Regions from separate parts of the Cricetulus griseus genome. Here region 2 is linked to region 1. The links are chromatin contacts, called in public Hi-C maps. All regions are on one chromosome and are shown on one strand. The core of a region is the stretch at or near the end of the contact, and the rest is flanking DNA. Distances in the headings are between cores, read along the strand shown. Region 1 holds the start of Peak1 (inactive tyrosine-protein kinase PEAK1). Region 2 has its middle 91 kb from the start of Hmg20a.

Region 1 (6,777 bases), core at 1,729-4,228:
TGCTTCACCATGGAGCAATTTAGAAGAGTTATTATATGAAATGTGCCAAAGCCTGAATTTATGGTTGATGCTTATTTGGCAAATATGGTTGGCACTGTTAGCTGTTAAAAGGCATGTATGCAAATAAGCAAATAAAAGTTTTTAAGCTCTCAGACTTAAATATTTTCATTACCATAAATGTACAAAGATAAATGTTTATATGCATACACATATAATGCATTTCAGGAACGAACCTTTTAATGTGACTGTCAGAAACAGTTACAAAGTGGCATTATTTCTTTATGGGCCTCAGGACAGACTCTTAAAAATGAATTCTGACAGAATGTTAATGGGGTACAAATACTACTGCAGAAGTTTCTCTGCACTGCTACTAGACAAAATGAATAGTCAGTACCCTAACAACTCAGAATAAGCTTATCTTTTCCTCTCACCAAAACACTTCTCACAACACTGGAAACCAGCCAATCATAAATGTCCGTCCCTACACAAAAGGTGGAAGAAAGGAGGGCTGCAAATCAAAAAGCTTTACAGAAATTTCTCCCACATAACATAGTCATGTTACTCTCTCCAAAATAGACATGATAAAGTATTTTCTCTTCTTCCCCTCTGACATCTATGGAGGGGATGTTTGTTTTTTCACATAGTTTGTGAGCTGGTCATTGCCAGAAATCACTGGCAATGGTATGAATTCTGCTTTCACTGTTAACTGTTAATCTCTCTGATAAGGCTACTAACTCCTATCTTGGAAGCCAAGGAAATGTACCTCACCTGCAATTATAGTTTACTGAAAAAGCCACCAAAGACGTGCCAAGCACTTTGAAAAGTAATTAGGGTAGCCAGTGAATTGAAAGATCTAAACTTCTCTTGAGATTACAAAAGAAGCCATCATGAAGTGGGTATCCAAGATTGCTCATGGAAAGTTTTACCCTTGTGGATAATTCAAGTTTGGGCTTTCGGGTTTTTATTTTTATTTTTTTTTCCACTTTGCAGAGAGCAGTATGTGTTCTCTTGACTACACACTTCATTTAGCAGGGGAGGTAAAGAAGAGACACTGTGGCGGAACAAAAAAAAAACAAACAATAACAAACAACAATAACAAAAAAAAACACCAGGCCGCCAAACAGACTACTCAAAGCAATTCCAATTCAGGTGAAAAGGCTGTTCATGTACATCATCCAGTGACCTAAAAATAGTCTTTTATGTAAGTCGCCAAGTATTTAATTGAAAGTGTAATCTTACCACATTCAACAGAGGGAAAGAAAAATGTACTAGATTTTCTATAGTAAGGCCAATAAAGATGAAATCATAGTTTTCCTCTAACTCATCTCTACCCTTCAACGCCAGCCTTCCAATAACTCCATTCCACGGATCTTTAAAAAGAGGACTGCAGAAATGAGACTTGGGGGAAGGGGGGTGAGGGGAACTCCTCTTTTCTATTGCTCTCAGCAGTCATTAGTGTAGTCCAAGAACGAAATCGAGCTCTCTCACGGATGGTGCGTAAGATGGGAAAAAACGAGAAGGGGACCCAGTTCAGATGGTCAGTTCTCTTCGAAGGAGGAAAGGAAAGTCTCAAGAATGCCTAAGTCAAAGGGCAAAGAAGGGAAAAAAAAAAAAAAAAACTGTCTAATCCAACCTTTCAAAATCCCAAACCCCTAAGCAACCCATTAAGTCCGCGCGTTAGGGGCTCACCAGCCAGAGCGTGAAGAGAGCAGGCACAGAGCCACCGGTTCCGTCCTGACTGATGCTGCAAGGCTGAACCCTATCCTCCCAGGTCTGGGAGTGGGATGACCGTACATACTTGGCAGAAGCCCTTCCTGCCCCAGCCTCCCGCGTCCAGCTCCTCTAAGGCTTCACTTTCCCCTGGAACCTAGCAGCCCAGCCCCGGGAAGTCCCTAGCCGCCAGGTTCCAACTTTCCCTCCTCTGGGGGGCGCCGCGCTACCGGGACCTTCTCAGCCAGGGTAGCGAGGCCTGGGCCGACGGGGGGCACGAGAGGGCTCGCGGCCCCCGCGGGGCGCGTGGGTGGCCGGGACGCTGCAGCCTGCGCCCTGCTGGACGCACCGGCTGCCGAGCCCCTGCGGCGCCGCCCAGTCCAGATTCCCCTAGGTCCGCGTCCTCACCTCGCGGCGACCCTGGCCCCACAAGCCAGCGCGCGTGGGAAAGGGACCGGAGGGTACGTGGGCAACCCTGCCCCCGTTACCTGAGGGGAAGCACACGCCGTTGCAATGATCACCATTGCCGCCCGTCCCGTCCCCTTTCTGGTGATCGCGGCCGCCGCCACCGAGCAACTGACACAACTAACTAACTACTCGCGGCCGCGGAGTCCACAGCGCGCTCCCGGCCGCTCGCCGTCCACCCAGCCTACCAGTCTGCTCGCTCCTCCCAACCCCGCACGCCGCCCTGCCGCGCGCACCCTCGACCGCTTCGGTTCTTGAGATAGCGCGCGCGCGCGCACCAAAGCTCGGCGTCTCGGAGCTCTCCACTCCGCCCCATGGGAGGAGCTGCCAAGAGGCCACGCCTCCCGGCGTGCCAATATCCGGAGAACAAGACCTAGAGAAGGTCTGATTGGCTAAGGGGCGGGGCCAAAACTAGAGGGCGTGGCAACCGGGACCTTGAGCCCACGTGATGGGGAATTTGGGTTCAATTAAACGCCAGTGGAAACTAACAGCGCAGTTTTGGACCTTCCCGGGGCCTAATCATTTTATGTCAGCCAGTAGTCAGTACAGAATAAGTGTTCTCAAAGGCTCCAGTAGACAATAATTACCAATTTAAGTTCCACTAGTTTTTGAGAGCCTTAGGTATGGCAAAAACTACATTTCCCAAAAACCTTAGCGAAAGTGAGTCTCACCTTGCGTAGTCACGTAGTCCTTCGCCGCATTGGGCAAAATAATCCCTTCATTTCTCTGAAAGTATCGGGTATAATATTTCACGTCTCTCCTCACCGGAACAATTCTAAATACCACCACGATAAGAGAGGTTACCTATCTGGAGGTGACTAAGTGATTAGGTAAAGAGTAAGAAAAGACACCAAAATTAAGTACTGCGGAGGAATTTCTGTCAAGCTGTGAGACGACGGAGTGAAGAGTGAAGGCGATTGAGAGGGGCTGAGGGAATTGTCCTCTGTGCAAGGGACTTTCATTAGTCCCCAGGCCCCTGCCTGCCCCTACCGTCAGCAGGTTAGTAAGCAAGACGAGCATGGGGGTAACCACAATCTTCCCCCTTTGAAGATCATCCCTCTTTTGCTGCTGCTGTTATTGGTTTGTCTTGGTTTGAGGCCCACTGAATGGGGGCGCCTCACTTCCGGTTGGGGGAAGGGAGACATGCTGTCATAGGGGAGGGGGAATATAACTCACTTCCTGTGGGGTAGGATGATGTTTGGGGGGTGTCCAAGCCACTTCCCGTGCTGATGACAGCCAGAAAAGGTGTTGGTTTGTGCCATTCTCAAAGTCAGTTCCTGCTGCCTTGGGGGTTGTTTTCAGGTCACAAGTTCGGTTCTTCCCCCAAGTTGTTATAATCACCAGGCCACGGTCAGAATTTATGTATTTTGTCTTTATGTGTTATTTCTCCCCGGCAAGATTTTCTTTATGCTTTCTCCAAAGAATTCAAAACACCTTGTTAAAATTCTCTGCAAGACTACATATTTTGTTGTGTGACTCGTGTGGTGCCCGCTCTTGCACCCTAGTCAAATGTGTCCTTAACTGAGTGAAGTAGTGGGGTCGCTGCCTAGACATGGAAGCAGGAACTCTTTACCCACTCTTTTGAGGAGGTAGTTTATTAGTTAGAGGACCAAATGGTTCACATAAATTACGAGGCATTTTCATGTTTGCAAAGGGAGAGAATATCGTAGTGCAGTACTTAAATTTGATGTTACATTAATAGATGCAATCAGTATATTACATATGTAGACTTTAGGACTGGAGGATTTGCCCCATGCCTGAGAACAGCATTATCAACCTGAATATTGTTTTCATGTAGCTTATGTGTGGCATTTATGAAAGATGCATTTTATTGTGTTTTCCCCCCTTTGTAATTTAATCGAACTTGTCACTGATTTCAAACTGAGTTTTGTTTATGGTTTTAAGACATGGCACAAGGATGATGGGTTCAGCTCACATGTTGAGTAAGGGGGAAATAATTCACAAAGAACAAAAGGTGAATAAGACAGAACTTTCTGTTTTCCTATATTCTTTTTTCTTTTTTTATAAGAAACGGTATCTAAAGTGCAAATAAACAACAATTTTGATTCCTTGGCTTTTCTTGTCAAGCAACACAGCATATGAGTGTATTTTTGCTGGCAGAATCAGTCTATTTAAACTTCATTTTGTAAAATTCTCAACCTTCTTTTTTAAATTTGAGATATCTTGAACCTAAAATTATTTTGTCTTCCAATATTAACATGCATGTATTTCTAATTTAATTGCTTGCACTTAAGAGTAGAAAATATTTTAAACTAAACATGAAAATAATTTTTTACCTTAATATTGGCATAAAAATTAATTCTTAGTCCTAAAAACATATGTATGACACATATATGCACTCACAGAGGCTGTGGAAGCATGAGCACAGGTCTATACTAGATGGGGGCCTAGAGCTAAAAAGAGAAGTGGACACATGCCCCCATCCCTAATCCACAAGCTTTCTCCAATGGATAGCCACTTACAAATGAAAAATTAGTTGTCTCTAAAGGAGTTTCACTGGGGAAACCAACCACTCCTAAGGATAGTCTCCATGCCCAGCAGTACATGGCCAAAACAAAATGAACTCAATACATCTTTGTAGTTTCCGTGCTTTTTTTTTTCTTTATATCTTAGAGGTCCTTTGTGCATATGTTATGGCCAGTTTGGAGATTTTATGGGTTCCTGTGTCTGTGAATGTGTGTGTCTCTGCATCTATGAGTTTCTTGTCTTCCTCTCCTCTCTTTGGCTTCGTTTCTTATTTTGTCCTATTCTGATATGTTATTGTATTTTATTATTAAGGGGTTAAATTCGGATGGGAGGGGAGAAACTTGGGGGGGCACTAATCAAAAAAGATTTCTTGAAAAGCTATTTTCAATAAAAGAAGAAGCAAATTGTTCTTAGACTGGAAGTATAGCTAAATGATAGAGCATTTGCCTTCTGTATTTAATATGAGCCCCTGGATATGGGTTTCTATCACCAGTACTGACGGGCGAAAAAATAAAAATAAAATCAGCCTAGCCAGGTATGTTGGTGCATCCCCCTTAATCTCAGCACTCAGAGGAGGCAGAGGCAGACAGATCTCAGTGAGTTCCAGGCCTGCCAGACATACACAATGAGACCCTATCTCAAAAGTAAATAATAAATAAATCTGTCTGATGGGCTAGGGATGTGGCTGAGGGGTGGAGCACTTGCCTCATCTGAAAGGACTTCCATCCATTTCATCCCCAGAGCCACCCACCACCAACAAAAATTCTGAGGTGCTAAAATCAATAGGTAAAATACTACAAAATTTTTACAGTAGTTAATTTTTTAAAGATAAGGCAAAATATTGTCTATGGTTATTGATAGAAAGTTAGGGACATGTAGCACTGCATCAAGTGGATATTAATTGAATAGAGAGAAAGTATTCACTGTCTTCTAATGAATGTAATATACTAGATGTAACCACCCTAAAAAATTAAAGCATAGTGTTCAGAATTGAAATATGGAAGGATGATAGAGCTAAATGAGAATGAGAGAAAATAATGTCATGATAGTAGTTGAGGTACAGTACTGGTATTGCCTTTTGGGAACAGCTTTGGAAAGCATGGGAGTTTATTAAATTGATCCTGAAGATATTCATGGAAGACATGCAGTGTAATGGAAATAAGACAAATTGCAGTGGAGAGACTTGTGCAGCTTGAAGAACTGTCTATTGAGAAGAAAGCAATATAGAAAGTACATATCAGGAAGATGTTTTGTGATAAGTGACAGTTATTCATTGGTCCCATCAAAGAAGAATTATTAGATACGCTGGTGAAAAATAGAGAAGGAAGCCTGTGCAACCCAGTCCTCCTCCTTTTTAAGAAGTGTTTCTGTGGAAAGGTTTATCTTCTTCTCTTCCGAGGGATTGTCCCCCTTAATGCCTGGTGTTGCTCTTTTTTGTTTGTTTGTTTCTCACATGTTCCTAGTGTTAAAATTGGTAAAAGAAAAACCATTTGTAAGCATACTGTTGCTTCTTTAAGATAATAAGTTTTAGATTTTCATTTCACTACTTGCCACCTATGATACAGAAGTTGTTGATTATTTTTAGATTATTTGGAGTAAGTAGCCATTTTCTTTTCCTTAAAGCAGAGGTTGCATGTACTGCTCAGAGCAGTTTGAAACATTACAACAGTAAGCGAATGTTCTCAAGTCCATTGCACCGAAATTTGATCATCCACAGAGATGCTACATAATGCAAAGCCTCTTTTCAGCCTTTTGGTTACCCTGTCCTGTAAAACTGATGCTAATGTTTTATAATGGGCAGCTTTACTTGATACCTTGGTGTTTTTTTGTTTCTGCTTTGTAGTTGAGAGTTAAAGGGGACAGTCTAGCAGTTTAAATGGTTTTACATTTATTGCTTTGCTGTCTTTTATTTCTGAACTTTTGTATGTATTGAAATGAGAATTCCTTTTACATGGTTTCTCATAATTTCAACAAAACCTGAATACTGCTGTGTATCCGTCATGTTCTAATTTCAAGTACAGGAAATAACAATACCCATATTCTCTTGGAGCTTTCTTCCTAATTGATGGATCAAAGCTAGAGTTTTGCTTACTTGGTGTTCTTGGGTGAGATATA
Region 2 (6,777 bases), core at 1,341-3,840, 90 kb after region 1:
ACATCGGTTACAGATTGTACTCAAATAGGTTTCCTGCCAGAGATTGAGCAAGGGAGCCGTGCATCTGGAAAGAAGACACTAGACTTCCTTCTGGCATGGCAGTATCTGTTTATCTTGACTGATTTTATAGCAAATGTGATTGGGATATTTACTGTTTGTCTGTAAGAACTGGATGAAAAGCTGGGCATGGTGGCACAGGCTTTTAATCCCAACATTTAAGAGACAGAAACAGGATGATCTCTGAGTTCAAAGCCAGCCTGGTCTCCATAGTGAGTTCCAGGCCAGCAGGACTACAGAGTGAGATCTTGTCTCAAAACAGAAAAGAGCTGGGTGAATATAGTAGGACAAACCAAGCACACTGCAACAACTAAACACTAACAACACATAGGAAAGGCTAGAGACTACAAAAAAAAAAATTACCAATTATGGACCTGCAAAGAGGGGTTTCACTCTCTGAGGACTTGACCCACAACTAAATGGGGCCAAGATTAATCATTCCTTAATCTTCCTTCTAAACCAAAGGATCTTTCTTGATGATCATGCCTATTAAGGCACTAAAGACTGCTGCAGGATATGTGGTAATGAGCTCCAGGTATTTAATGAGAGACAAGTACTGTTGCTGCAAGCTCTAGCATTCAGTGCCTCATCTGAAAACGAAGACGACCAACTTGCTCTGCAAAAGGAGGTCTCATTGAGACCTCACATTGAAGAGGGTAGAGAGGAAGCTCCCATTTTGAGATTCTATGTTGCTGGGAAACACAAAATCTTCTGGGAAAGGCCTTTGTTTTTGTTTTAATTAGGTAAAGATTTTACATGCAGGGAACAAGTAGCTGACTCCGGGCTCTGAGCTGTCTCCAGAGGAAGAAAGGTTAAAAAAAAAAAAAAAAATCAATGCAAAGGAACAAACAAAGACATTTGATAGCGGTAGGCCTCTTTCCCAGTCCCTGCCTCACCTGAAAGTAATTGCCTGATCCAAAAAGAACACCTATGAGGGAACAGCATCACTTCCCTCTAGTTCCTGTCTGTTCTGTGTCAGCACCTAGTCTCAATTCAGCAGGAAAGACCGGATGCAACCCTGGCCCTCTCCTCACTTGACAGGAGGAGGCCTTGACCTGCCTACGGATGCCGCCCATGCTGTCTCACATCCGGGACCTCATCACTGGTTCCTGCTTTGCTTGCTCTGGTGTCTTCTTACAATCCCAAGAGACAAGAGGACTGTGGAGCCAGAAAGGGACCCAACCCCAGTCTTCCAGGAAGAACCCTTTTGGGATGCCTGAACCTCAGCTTGTCTGTCCCTGTCTTAAAGTCATGCAGTACAAAACAAGCCGGTTCATTGTGTTCTTGGATATAAATATTGATTCTGGGTGATGTTAACATTCTGTTCATAAAAGAATGTAACATATTTCTCCCACACCATATTAGACTGATGTGTTGTTTGGCCAAGAGAAGTGGAGATTTCTGGCTTCTGCAGAAAATGTGGACATTTAAATGCATGCAGCTTTCAGAAGTCGGGGGTGAAGTCTCAGAATAGCAACTAGGGCTTTTGGCTGGCTTCAGCCCCTCACTCCTCCATCCTTGGCTTGTCACTTTGGCATTCCTAATCTCTTGTAATTAGGAAGACCCTGTCTTGGACTTCCACATCTGCTTTCATCAGGAAGGCCTATAAGGTCAGCGCTCAACATTTTAAATTTTCTTCCCTTGAGGAAAAGATCTGGGAGGTCTCCTGTTTTTCTTCCCCACTCCACGTGGGAGGGGAGGGCAAAGGCTTCAGACCAGAGGTGGTCCATCTAAGCATTACAACCGAGGCCAGACAAGCCCAAGAATAGGATGTGCTGGCCGCCTTGGCAAGGCAAATTCCCCACATTCCACAAGCGCTCTTCACGGGAAATCTAACTCATGAGAAAGTGGAATTTGTGATGTGTATGCGTGCGCACTCGGGTGCCAGCACATCTCACACAGACAGATCCCTGGCTCTCTGGTATTTCGAAAGAGTGGTAGAGCCCATTTCCAGATGTGTGGGAAGGCAGGCCGGGTCGCAGTGCTGTCAGAGGAGGGAGCGCCCTCTGCCGTCCCAACCAGGAAGCACTGCGGTGGAGGGAAAGGACCCGAGGGGTCTGGAAAGCTGATCTCGGTTAAAACCTCAGTCGGCTCACCGTAGCCTGCCGGAGGCCTGCACCTCCTCACCCTTCCCACTGCGAGCCTGCAAGGCGCTGGCTGCCCTCAGACTAGCTGGTTCTTTTGATGTTCTGTAGCTGTGAGCCAGCCAAAAATGAGGATTTGCAATAAAACTCCAGCCTCCCGCAGCATCTGCTGAGCTAGTTCCGAGGTGAGCGGCAGTGGCGCTGACTTCTGCCTGCGAACCTGGCCGGCAGCCCCAAGCCAGGAGAGACAATAGGGGCAGCGAGCCCACGAGGAGGCCTCCGGCCGAGAGGCAGCCCCGCGGCCTCACTGTGCCCCTGGAAGGAGCTGGCAGAGGCCTGGCTGGCTCCGAGAGGCTTCCAGAAGAGTGGAAGCTGCCATGGCTCAGCTCAGGCGTCCTGGCATCTCCACCGGCCCGGAGCTGGCAACCCAGACAGAGGGGGCCCCGCCCCTCTGCCCTGTTTCCTGCCAAGAAGGAGGCTCTGCAACACTGCCAGAGCCGATTCGCTGTGTGTTTGGGGGTGGGGGGGAGAAAGGGAGAGGGAGAGGGAAGGGGGGGTAGAAAGTGTGAGAGGAGGAAGAGGGAGGAGAAGAGAGCGATAGAGGGAAAAGAGGGAGAAAGAATGGGGAATGGGGGAGAGAAAAAGGGAAAGGAGAGAGAAGAGAGGGAAAGGAGAGAAGGGAGAGAGGTTTGAGTGTGTGTGTGTGTGTGTGTGTGTGTGTGTGTGTGTGTGTGTGTGTGTGTACTCCTGGAAAGCCAGGTGCAGATGGCTACTGAACCAAACTTATTGGACAACCTTTCAGTTTTGCAAGAGAAAAAAGAAGGCATAAGACAATCAGTTTCTGTTTTGAGGGGAAGGTTTTTATTTATTTATATTTGGCAAACTGAGTTCCTCTCTGCTGGGAGAACCGAAAACCCAATCCACCAAGCAGCCCCTAACAACAATGCCCTTTTCTCTCTCTGGGACCAATTTCCAGACAGCACAGCAGTCCTGACAAGGTCAACAAGCCGAAGCTGTGAGCGCAAGATCTTTATCTACGTGGGAAATAAGAAAATCATTTGACTGATAAAAGGAAATACAATAAATAGCATCTAAATTCCTGGCTGCGTTCCCCCGAGCCCCTCCTTTGCAAGAGAAAGTGCCAGGGCAGGAATACAACTGCCACTACAGCAGGTTTAAAAATAGCACTCTGCACACAGCCCTTCCTACCTTCCAGAAAGACTTCATTACCAGGTCCTCAGCCCTGAGCCTGCAGAGCCGCTGGCTGCGGGCGCTTTCTTGCCCCTGCTCTAGATTTTTCTTCTTTGGAAGCATGAAGGCAGCGGGTGTGATACATTTCCCTCCCGCTCAGCTAGTTTCAGTCCTAGCACGTCTGGCGCACACAGCGGAAGTCCATTGTATTTAATGGGGTGTTAACTCTGTTTATTCTCTAGGACTTGTGCGGTAATTTTACACTCTGCAAAACTAGCAACTTGAACCTGAAGTGCTTTTCCTCCCTTCCGTGCCACTCCAACAGGCCTCTGTCTCCAGGTTCTTCTGCAGGCCTAGAGTTCCCCAGCTGGTTCAACCAAAGTTGCTTCCCACTGTTAACACTGCTGTGGGCCGAGACAGGCTTGCCTCTCTTACAGACTTGTTTTTGCCATCTATTAAGTGGGGATTTGGATCTTCCTTGTGTACCTAGAAAAGCTGTTGACACTGGTCCTCTAGTTCCCAGCTGCTGGGTCACATGTGTATCTCCTGTTAAGACTGTTAATGTAAGTGACCAGATGATCCCAGCTAGACTAAATCTCTGAGTCTCCATCAAAACAGACAAAGCAGGGGCTGGAGGGATGGCTCAGTGAGTAAGAGCACTTGCTGTCCTTGCAGATGACTCCATTTGGTTTCCAGCTCACCACTGCCTATAACTCCAGTTCAGAGGATCCCACATCATCTTCTGACCTCTAAGGGCACCGTACACACATGGTGCACATACATGTCACACATTGCCACTACCGCCCGGCAAGCTGTTAGAATCTTCAGCCCCCAGACTCTCACAATCTCCACTGTGGTTTCTCACTAATTCTGCAGTTGACTCTCACCTAGCTTTGGGTTTGGGCTCAGACCCTTTACAATGTCTTGTATATCACCAAAAGGAAATATTTTCATTTTTACCCTTTTTTACAGGGTCTTTCTGTAGCCCGAGCTTGACTCCAATACACATAAAAGTATAGATACAAGGCCGGGCGTTGGTGGCGCACGCCTTTAATCCCAGCACTCGGGAGGCAGAGGCAGGCAGATCTCTGTGAGTTCGAGGCCAGCCTGGTCTCCAGAGCGAGTACCAGGATAGGCTCCAAAACTACACGGAGAAACCCTGTCTCGAAAAACCAAAAAAATATATATCTATCTCTATATCTATATAGATATATAGAGATATAGATCTATATATAGATCTATATATAGATATAGAGATAGATATATATAGATATAGAGATAGATATAGATAGATAGATACAAAAGTTTAAAAATAAATAGATCATTGTTGTAGTAATAAATTATGCTAGCTATATATGAGTTCTACCTTCTATTATTCTCAGAGCTGATTCACAAACCCAGGACCATCCAGGTCTCCAACAACAGGGACATCATCTGGACCATCCAGCATCTCCTCCCACATGTGGACATCCTGAATCTGCCTCTCTGGAGTTCCTAATCTATTTCTGTCTCCCTCAGGCCTTTTCTGTCTGTTGACCTGGAGACACCTCAATTCAGTTTGTCCAAAACTAAGAACAAAGTCTCCCTAAACCCGCATCTTTTCCTGGATCTGATAACCTAGTGAAGAGGGTCACTGTCCACGGGTGCTGTGCACACTTCCCCCTGGTTCTGCTCAGGACTCTCTGCCCTCATCAGTTCATTCACAGGAAGGAGTTCTCCCATGCAGCCCTTCCTCCTCCCTGCCATCCCCACCCCAGCTGTTAGAATCTTTTTTTTGGGGGGGGCGAGGGACAGGGTTTCTCTGTGTAGCGTTGGAGCCTGTCCTGGTACTCACTGTCGACCAGGCTGGCCTTGAACTCACAGAGATCTGCCTGCCTCTGCCTCCCAAGTTCTGCGTGCGATTAAAGATGTGTGCCACTACCGCCCGGCAAGCTGTTAGAATCTTCAACCCCCAGACTCTCACAATCTCCACTGTGGTTTCTCACTAATTCTGCAGTTGACTCTCACCTAGCTTTGGGTTTGGGCTCAGACCCTTTACAATGTCTTGTATATCACCAAAAGGAAATATTTTCATTTTTACCCTTTTTTACAGGGTCTTTCTGTAGCCCGAGCTTGACTCCAGTTTACAACCCTCCTGCCTCACACTTCTAAGTGTTAGCATTACAAGCATGCACATAAGCTAATAGCAATATTTTTTCTTTTAAATTTTTTTCAATATTTATTTATTTATTTATTATTTATTTTGTGTGGGGTCAAGAGCATGCACGAACCATAGCATGTATGTGGAGGTCAGAGGACAACTTCTAGGAGTCTTTCTACTATGTGGGCCCTGTAGTTGTTTTTTGTTGTTGTTTTTTATATATACTCTTTGACTCTAGGGGGACTGTCTACCAGTTCCCAAATAAATATAGGGGATAATACAGACTTTTTCTTATTTATGAATACCCAGTCGTAACTTGGCTTGTTTCTAGCCAGCTTTTCTTAAATTATCCTGTCTACTTTTTGCCTCAGGGTTTTTACCTTTCTCTATTCTGTATGTCTTCTTTATTTCTTCCTCTGTTACTGGCTGGGTGACTGGCCCCTGACATCCTCCTCTCCTCCTTTTCTCACTCCTTCCTCTCTCTCTTCCTCACTTATTTATTCTCTTAGCCTGCCAACCCCACCCATTTCTCTCTCCTGCTTTGCTATTGGCCATTTAGCCGTTTATTAGACCAATCAGGTGTTTTAGACAGGCAAAGTAACACAGCTTCACAGAGTTAAACAAATGCAACATAAAAGAATGCAACACATCTTTGCATCATTAAACAAATGTTCCACAGTATAAATGAATGTAACACATCTTCAGCTAATATTCCACAACAGGACCCTACTATCAAACTCAAGTCATTGGGATAACAGCAAGCACTTTTGCCTGCTGAGCCATCATGACAGCCTACAAAGCAATATTTCTAAGATGCAAGAATCCTTCAATCATTCTGTTTCAAATAAAATAATAGTTGTGGCTTTTGTTTTTACTTTTGTCCCCTGTGCTGGACATGGAACCCACAGCTTTGCTCATACTAGAACTTCTATTCTACAGGCCAGCCCTGCTTTTACCTTTGCCATTGCATTTAAGACTTTGGAAAATTCTGTGTTGTGCAGATGAACTGAAACCGGGTTACATTAAAGGAGCCAAGGCCACTCAAGCAATCGCACCTTACAGATTCAGAGTATAAACTCAGGTCTATCTTATACTGCAAGCACTTATTCAAAGTATTTAAGGAACACCGGTACTGAGGAGGATGAGGCAGTAGGATCAAGAATTTGAGGTCAACTTTGACTACATAGTGAGACAATACAAATGTTTAAGGTAGTGAGCTCGGTACTTGGGATGCAGTTGGTGAATCCATGCTGTTTCCTCCCTTTAGAAATCTCTCTCTCTCTCTCTCTCTCTCTCTCTCTCTCT

What was found. A called contact is a pair of places that touch in the nucleus more often than the background predicts.
Region 2: a contact with region 1 is called in a Hi-C map of fibroblasts, with 4 times the contacts expected there. The contact joins the enhancer-like site here to the promoter of Peak1 in region 1. A contact is called at or near these places in 2 of 8 Hi-C or Micro-C datasets (fibroblasts and liver).

Annotation. Positions count from the first base shown.
Region 1 is chr4:167,923,474-167,930,250 of CriGri-PICRH-1.0, forward strand. Peak1 (inactive tyrosine-protein kinase PEAK1) reads right to left here and starts at 2,979. Exons shown (of 7, transcript XM_027415020.2): 1 at 2,847-2,979. Hmg20a (high mobility group protein 20A) reads left to right here and starts at 3,039. Exons shown (of 11, transcript XM_027415024.2): 1 at 3,039-3,174.
Region 2 is chr4:168,014,356-168,021,132 of CriGri-PICRH-1.0, forward strand. No RefSeq gene overlaps it. Among named protein-coding and RNA genes, the nearest start is that of Hmg20a, 91 kb to the left of the region's middle. Within about 2 kb of position 2,591, at least 6 of the 6 cell types and tissues checked have open chromatin away from gene starts, as enhancers often do. A contact at or near this core is called in fibroblasts, where this site is marked.